2 separate regions of the Mus musculus genome follow, and region 2 is linked to region 1. The links are chromatin contacts, called in public promoter capture Hi-C maps. All regions are on one chromosome and are shown on one strand. The core of a region is the stretch at or near the end of the contact, and the rest is flanking DNA. Distances in the headings are between cores, read along the strand shown. Region 1 holds the start of Rab23 (RAB23, member RAS oncogene family). Region 2 overlaps Phf3 (PHD finger protein 3).

The links. Promoter capture Hi-C pulls out the DNA fragments that hold promoters and counts their contacts.
Region 2: a promoter capture Hi-C map of pre-B cells shows a contact between it and region 1, with 9 times the contacts expected there. The contact joins the enhancer-like site here to the promoter of Rab23 in region 1. A contact is called at or near these places in 5 of 39 promoter capture datasets (cranial neural crest, liver, pre-B cells and 2 more) and 1 of 115 datasets of contacts at active chromatin or transcription factors (large pre-B cells).

Annotation. Positions count from the first base shown.
Region 1 is chr1:33,718,390-33,721,768 of GRCm38.p6, reverse strand. It overlaps Rab23 (RAB23, member RAS oncogene family), which reads right to left and starts at 1,873. Exons shown (of 8, transcript NM_008999.4): 1 at 1,596-1,873; 2 at 70-161. It overlaps Gm32229 (predicted gene, 32229), which reads left to right and starts at 1,923. Exons shown (of 4, transcript NR_157041.1): 1 at 1,923-1,989.
Region 2 is chr1:30,845,596-30,849,352 of GRCm38.p6, reverse strand. All of the region lies in intron 1 of Phf3 (PHD finger protein 3), which reads left to right. Among named protein-coding and RNA genes, the nearest start is that of Phf3, 16 kb to the left of the region's middle. Within about 2 kb of position 1,477, at least 12 of the 459 cell types and tissues checked have an H3K27ac peak or open chromatin away from gene starts, as enhancers often do.

The sequences.
Region 1 (3,379 bases), core at 624-3,123:
GCTACACAGTGAAATGCCATCTCAGAAAAAAACAGAAAAACAATAACAATACAAACCTACACTCCTTACCAAGATCTGACCGTGTTCATCCAGCTTGTGTTTCACACTGGCTCAGTTTTGGGAAGTCGACTTCCTCTTCTCAATCTAAACAATTCTTCACCCTACAATTAACGTTCAAAAACAAAACAAAACAAAAAACCCTCAATAGTATCAACAACAAAATAAGCCATCTCCCCAGACCTATAACAACTCAATTCATAATCATATAAAACTGAAAACTCCCCAAATGCCCTTCAGTGGGCGGATAATATAATTGGCTATGTTTAGCACATCTACCTAATTAAACAGGGAGTAGAAGGAGAAAAGGGCTATCCACACAGGAAACTGTGGAACAGATAATGTGGCTTAATTGGTACACTGTTTGTCTAGCTCCACAAGGCCCCGGACGCCATGCCTAGCAGCCCGCGGCGCACACACACACACACACACACACACACCTGGCATGACGGCACATGTCTGTCATCCCAGCACTAGGGAGGTAGAGGCAGAAGAATCCTAAGGTCATGATTATCCTTGCTACTGGAGCAAGTCTGAGGCTAGCCTGGACCACCTGAGATCTTGTCTCAAAAAGATATGAAGAGCCTGTCCCCCCAATAACCAACAGGGCCGCATCTTGAATCTCAAAGGTGTTTATATATAGTCATGGAAGACAGTTATCAACATCTCAAACTGTTACACTAAAATGGCATTCTGAAAACAGTGATTTCTAGGAATCAGGAATAAGAGGTAAGATATAAAGAGACAACATGAGGTTTTAACAGGTAGCAGGACTGGTTTCATATCCTGACCAGATATATGAATCTAAAACTCTCCAAATGGTTATTTGGGTTTTTTTTTTTACCATATGGAAGTTAAAAAATAAAATTTAAACAAAGATGTGAAAGCAGATCGTAGCGTCGGGAATTACTGTTAAGATTCTCAGAAACTAGTTACAACACTGCATCCCAGCCTTCAGGGGGAAGAGGCTCTGAGTTTGAGGCCAGCCTGTCTACACAAGTTCCAAGCCAGCCATGCCATCACAGGGAGAGCCTATCCCAAATCACACATGCTTTTAAGAAAAAAAAAATGCAAAAAATAAGTATGTTCTTTGAAAAGCACAATGCTACATATAATTAAAAACCGACAGTAATTATCAATGTCCTCTCTTCTCGGTTTCAAATCCCTTGGCAACCAATGCAGACTCTCGCGTAGGCAAAGGAAAGGATGGGTCAACTTGCTAAAGAAAGGCTTGCCGGGTTTGTTTTTTCCTACAGCAACCCGCCCGTTACAGAAGGCACTGGGATCGTCCCAGGCGGAGTCGCGCAGCCCTGTGCGTCCCGCGCCGCGCCGCACCCGCATCAAGTTCTCCCACTCTCGGGTTCCCGCTCCTGGGAAGCCACGGCGGTTGGTGAGCGAGCCGCGGCCGGGGTCGTCGGCGCGGAGCGGTCCCCACGAGGACGCGAGAGCAGAGCGCCGCCCGCAGCCGCCGTCCGCGCCCACAGCGACATCCCGGCGGCACCGCAGCCCCGAGCCGAGGCCGCGCAGGCCGCACTCACCTCTGCCCGCAGCCCGGAACCCTCAGCGCGGAGCCCGCAGCCCGGAACGCACAACCCGCAGCGCTGAGCCCGGAACGCACAGTCCGCAACACCGAGCCCGGAACGCACAGCCCGCAGCACCGAGCCCGGCTCCTCCCCGCGGACGCCTCGTACCCGCTCCGCTCTTTCAGAACGATTATGAGTCTCTAGCGAACTTTATTAGTATCCGGGTTCACCGAGCTACTCCTTGCCGACGCCGCCGGGGATGGAGGGCGCGCCGGACTCCCGCCCGCCGCGCTGAGGAGCATGCGCCACCTGGTCTGCGCATGCTCAGCACCGGCCCCGCCCTGCGCTGGCAGGGAAGGCGCGGGCTGGGTTTGCACAGCATCAGGCCTTGGTACCCAAGGAGACCAAGGTGAGCAGGATGTGCTAACCTACTGAAGGTGTGCCTTGTTTCCCTACACAGGGTCAGGTATCCGGGGGCCTCAGAAGTCTGTCACCACCTGAGACTCACGTGGTAGCACTGAAGTGTGAAAAAAAAAGTGATGAATGAAGACAAATAATTTGTTTGCAGGGTATGACTGAACAAAATAGAAGACCGTGATGGCTAACAACTCAGAAAACTAACCCACAAATTTAAAAAGGTCCTGCAAAAAAGCAAACTCGCTTCAAACGCGGCGTGGAAACACACGTGTGTGATCCTAGTACTTGGAAAGATGGTGTGGCATGAAGATCAGGATTTCAAGGCCAGCCTGAACTACAATAAACTATGTCTCAAAATACATAAACGTTGGTTGTTTCTGTATGCATCAAAATAAAACAGGGGAGGGTGATATAAAATACCAAGTGTTGAAAAGAATGTGAATTAGCTGAATTTGTGTGCTGGAGCAACTCCTTTGAACGAGAAGGAGAGTTTGTTACATTTGTGCACCCTGTGATCCACCCATTCCTTGGTCACACAGCTGATAGGAACTGTCCTTATGATATACAGGCAAACAGATGTCAGGACACCCATAGCTGCATCTGTCCTAATACTCTCCAAATGGAAATAACCCAAAAGATGTCAATGAACTAATACCTCTCCGTTGTGTAATGGAACCACTACACAGCCATGAAAAGGAGCCTCTGCAGCTGTAAGCATTAACAACACACAATGACAGAAGCTTAAGGTTAAAACAAAGTGCTGTACACAAAAGCACACACTGCATGCCAAACCCATTGTTTTCTCCTTCCTTTTTAGTTTGGGGTTTGTTTTTTTGTTTTTGTTTGGCTTGGCGTTTGGTTTTTGTTTTTCAAGGCAAAGTCTGGTTATTTATCCAAGACTGGCCAAGTGCAGCTAAGGCTGAATTTCAACTCACCACCCTGCTGTGTCAATCTCTTCAGTGCTGAAATTACAAGGCTGTGTCATCATGCCAAGCGTTCAGTTCATTTCCGTTGTTGCTCAAAACTCTTGACACTGAAAGTTCTCTGAGTGGAGCTGGAGAGATGGCTCAGTGGTTAAGAGTACTGACTCTTCTTCCAGAAGTCCTGAGTTCAATTCCCAGCAACCACGTGGTGGCTCACAACCATCTGTAATGGGATCTGAAACTCTCTTCTGGTGTGTCTGAAGACAGTGACAGTGTACTCTCACACATAAAATAAATCTTTTTTTTTTTTTTTTAAGTTCTCTGACTTAAAGGTTTTGTGCAGTCATAGCAGATGGGGGAAAAAAAGCCTGGTCCTAGGATATGACCCACAATTAGCAGCCGAGCTACACAAGAGTAGGGACCTACAAGTCAAGAGCATTTTCTAAAATTATTTTATTT
Region 2 (3,757 bases), core at 228-2,727, 2.9 Mb after region 1:
TACTGAAATTGTGATATATACAATGATTATATTTGACAGCTTTACTCTTTTAGTCGAAAGTATGGTTACTGGGACCACAACCCTCCTGCATCTGCCTTCCAGATACTAGCACCGCAGTACTTGGCTTTAGTTTCATCCCCCCCCCCCCTTTTTTTTTGTGCATTTACACATGTGTGCATATAGGTATCTGCATGTTCCTGCAGCTACCTGCAGCAGTCATAGCTGTTAGATCTTCCTGGACCTGGAGTTGTAAGTGGTTGTTCGGCACCTGTTGTAACTAGGAGTTGAACTTGGGCCTCAGGAAGAGCACTGGATGATCCTTACCACTGAGCTATCTCAAACTCCCAAATTTATTTTTATACTCTGTATTCTCAACTTAGAATTTAAATAATCTTATCATACTTGCATATACTGCTTTAAACATTGATATTTAACATATTCAGAGCTCCTAGCATAATTAAAAGAGAATATTCTAAGTTACTTGTTTGGTAATTTTGTATTTATACATGTTAACATGGAATATATTAGGATTGTGAGGGCCAGTGAGATGGCTCGTGGGTAATCACTGGCAAGCCTGATTACCTGAGATCACGGAGCACACATGGTAGAGGAGAGAAACAACTCCCATCAGTGGTCCTTGACCTTTACTTGCATGCCACACATAGACATGAAGTAAATATAATAAAGATAAAAAATTTATAGGCACTGAACTTGGTGCTTGTACTCTGGCTGAGGCAGGAGGATTGCTGGAACCTAGAGGTCAGCATGGGTTTCACAATTTAAAAAACAAACAACTCGTTTTCCAAATAAAACTTCTCTCCAGTGAAAAACAGCAAAAGAATGTGGAACTTGTGTCTGTGAGTGTGGGCGAAGGGCATTTTTGAATAGAGTAGCACCTAGTCTATGATGCTCTTGTTTTAAATTTTACAATTGTTTGTTATCCTTGTGGTTGTGAGTGTGTGTGACGTGGGTGTGAGTACCACGGTGTGCAGGACGTGGTTGTGACTTGGTGTAGTCCGTTTTCTCCTAAAGCCTTTTGGTGGTTTCTGTTCATGGAACTCTGTCATGCTTGCATGTTAAATGTTTTTATATGCTGAGCTATTTCTGTCCTTACTTGCTTTTTTATGTGAAGAATTCATGAAGTGTTTTTCTGAACTTGCTTTTATGTTGGTCTAATTGACTCCATAATTATTAACGTTTTTCTGTCAAGAAGAGCAATGAGTGATAAAGATCTTTAAGTCCTTTGTTAGGTTTGAAGGACGCTGAGTAGAGCCCTGAGTAAAGATGGAGTGGTGTGGGGACTCCAGCAACTTGCAGGGGATTCTTGTCTGGGTCTTGTCCCTGCTCATTTTCTCTGTTCTGTGGTTTCATGTACCTAGTTGGGTTTGCAATTTCTTTGTAGTGGCAGGTTCTGTTTCTAAAGAAGGAAAGCCTTGTTGATGACCTGGATTTTACATTTCAAAAAGTTAGACATTCCCCACTTTCCTACTGACTCCACCAGAAACAACATCTTGCAGCCTTTGTTCTTTCCTGTGTCTGTTGCTGTTGTGGAGTTCCTCCAAAGTTCCAGCTGACTTACTGGGTTATGTGGACTCAGAATATTTGACCACAGTTTTAGTAGTGCCAGGTTCACCTGAGAGTGGAAATAACTCCATTTAACATTGTGGGTCTTGGGCTTCACAGTCTAGAGAGTAATTGTCACATCCGTAGGAAGGTAGGTTGGGAAATGTAGTCTCTGTGAGGGACATGCACCCAGTTACAAGATTGGCTGAGTGGTCTTGAGCAGTCACTGGTAGCTTCAAGCTTGCCTGCCACTTATTTGTGCTCTGCCTCTTCCCACTCCCGCGTCATTCAAGGTGAGTGAAGTACTTGGCTAATTTCTGAGTTGACCCTGCTTCACTTGTCTAAGGCTTTTATGCAGGTTCCGGTTTTCACCTCTTTCATGGATCATAAGCATTTATCTTCATTTGTTCTGACTTAGGGAGAAAGTGAATTATTGTAATGTTTAACCTTGTAGATGTGTGTCAACATTACTGCTTGCTTACTTGAGGCTTCCTTCTTTGTGGAAGTGTCAGTGTGCAGGTGTGCGTGCGTGCGTGAGTGAGTGTGTGCGTGCGTGAGTGAGTGCGTGCGTGAGTGCGTGCGTGCGTGAATAGACCAGAGGTCCATGTCAGGTATCTTCCTTGGTTACTCTCCACTTGTTTTTTAGTCAGGGTCTCATATAGTACAGGATGTCCTTAAATTTACTAAATAGCCTAGTGATACTGAATTCCTGATAGTTCTACTTCTACCCCACAGACTGTTGGAGGTTTAGACATCCACTGGTATACAGTGTTTGCTATGGATTACTAAAATATCATCTTTATGGAAGGGACTAATATGACTTACTGCTTAGATCTTTTCATAATGGAAGATGCCATTGTGTTTGTAATACCAGTCTCATTTGTAAAACATTAAGCTTGCTTTGTAAAATAAAAATGCTTAATTCATCCTTAAATGTAATAATTTCTTTAAAGCCCTTGCTGTGAATTAAAACTTGCTGTGGTATATCTTAAAAGTCATTTCCCATTCTATTAGTGCAAACAATCTTACTGTTTATAATAAAATTTTAAAATCTAGAGAGCACTGTGTTAATAATGCAGTATGGAGGCAAACATGTTCTTAGGCATCAATTTTTCTCCTTTAGGAGTCTTGGTTCTTAGTGTTTCTCCAGGACATGGTGTGGCTGGGACTGCTCCCCCAATGGTGCGGGTGTTCCTTGGAGTGAATATTGGTAACATTCATTTTGATTTAGATTTGCGGGGAAGGTAAAAGAAGTTTTTCTTCTAGGTCATTGATTGTCTAGTTACAGATACTCCCTCAGGTTAAAAAGACATTAAAGCTGCTGTGTGGGGAGCAGAGAGCTAGCTTAGCAACTAAGAACACTTGCTTGCTCATAGGAGCACCTGAGTACAGTTCCCAGCTTATAAGTGCCTGTAACTCCAGCTCCAGGCAGCTGAAGCCGGTCTTGCTTCTGAGGACACCCACACTTGCATGAACAAATACCCTCACACATACATACACAAAATTAAAAATAAATCTTTTTAAAAATGTATATAAGGGATTATATAACTGATATTTTATTTAAGGTATGATTTTAGTGTATTCTGGCTTCATGTATTATTCCCCTGAATTTTGCTAAATAATTGACATTGACTTTAAAAAATGTCGATATATATAAACATTTTTATTGTGTGTGCATGAATGCTTGCACATGCATGTGCCTGCTTGTGCCATGTTGAGCATATGGAGATACGGAAGTCAGAGAAAAACTTTTAGGAGTTGCTTATGTTCGTCCGTCATGTGTGTTCCAGGGATTGAAGTCAGGGAGTCAGGCTGGGAGGCCAGTGCCATTGTTAGCCATTCTGCTGGTGGAACATACTGTACCTCTCCTCCTCTTTTTATGAGGCAGGACCTCTCTGACTCTGTAGACCAGACTGCCTTCAAAACTCATGGCAGTCCTCTTGCCTCTGCCTCCCAAGTGCTGAGATTAAAGACACCTCTGCACATTGAGATTTACAATACCTTAGGAAATGAGATTTTCATTAAAATGACTGAGTTTTCGAGTGTAGGCACTGCTGCCCCACAGTGTACCTGTCAGAGCATAATTTGGGAATCAGTCCCTGCTACTTCCAGACTCTAGGCTAGTGGGCCTGTGAGCTCTTAGTTTATGTTCCAAATTCCATCCCTCATCTCTGTAGAGATGCTGGGGGGTAGG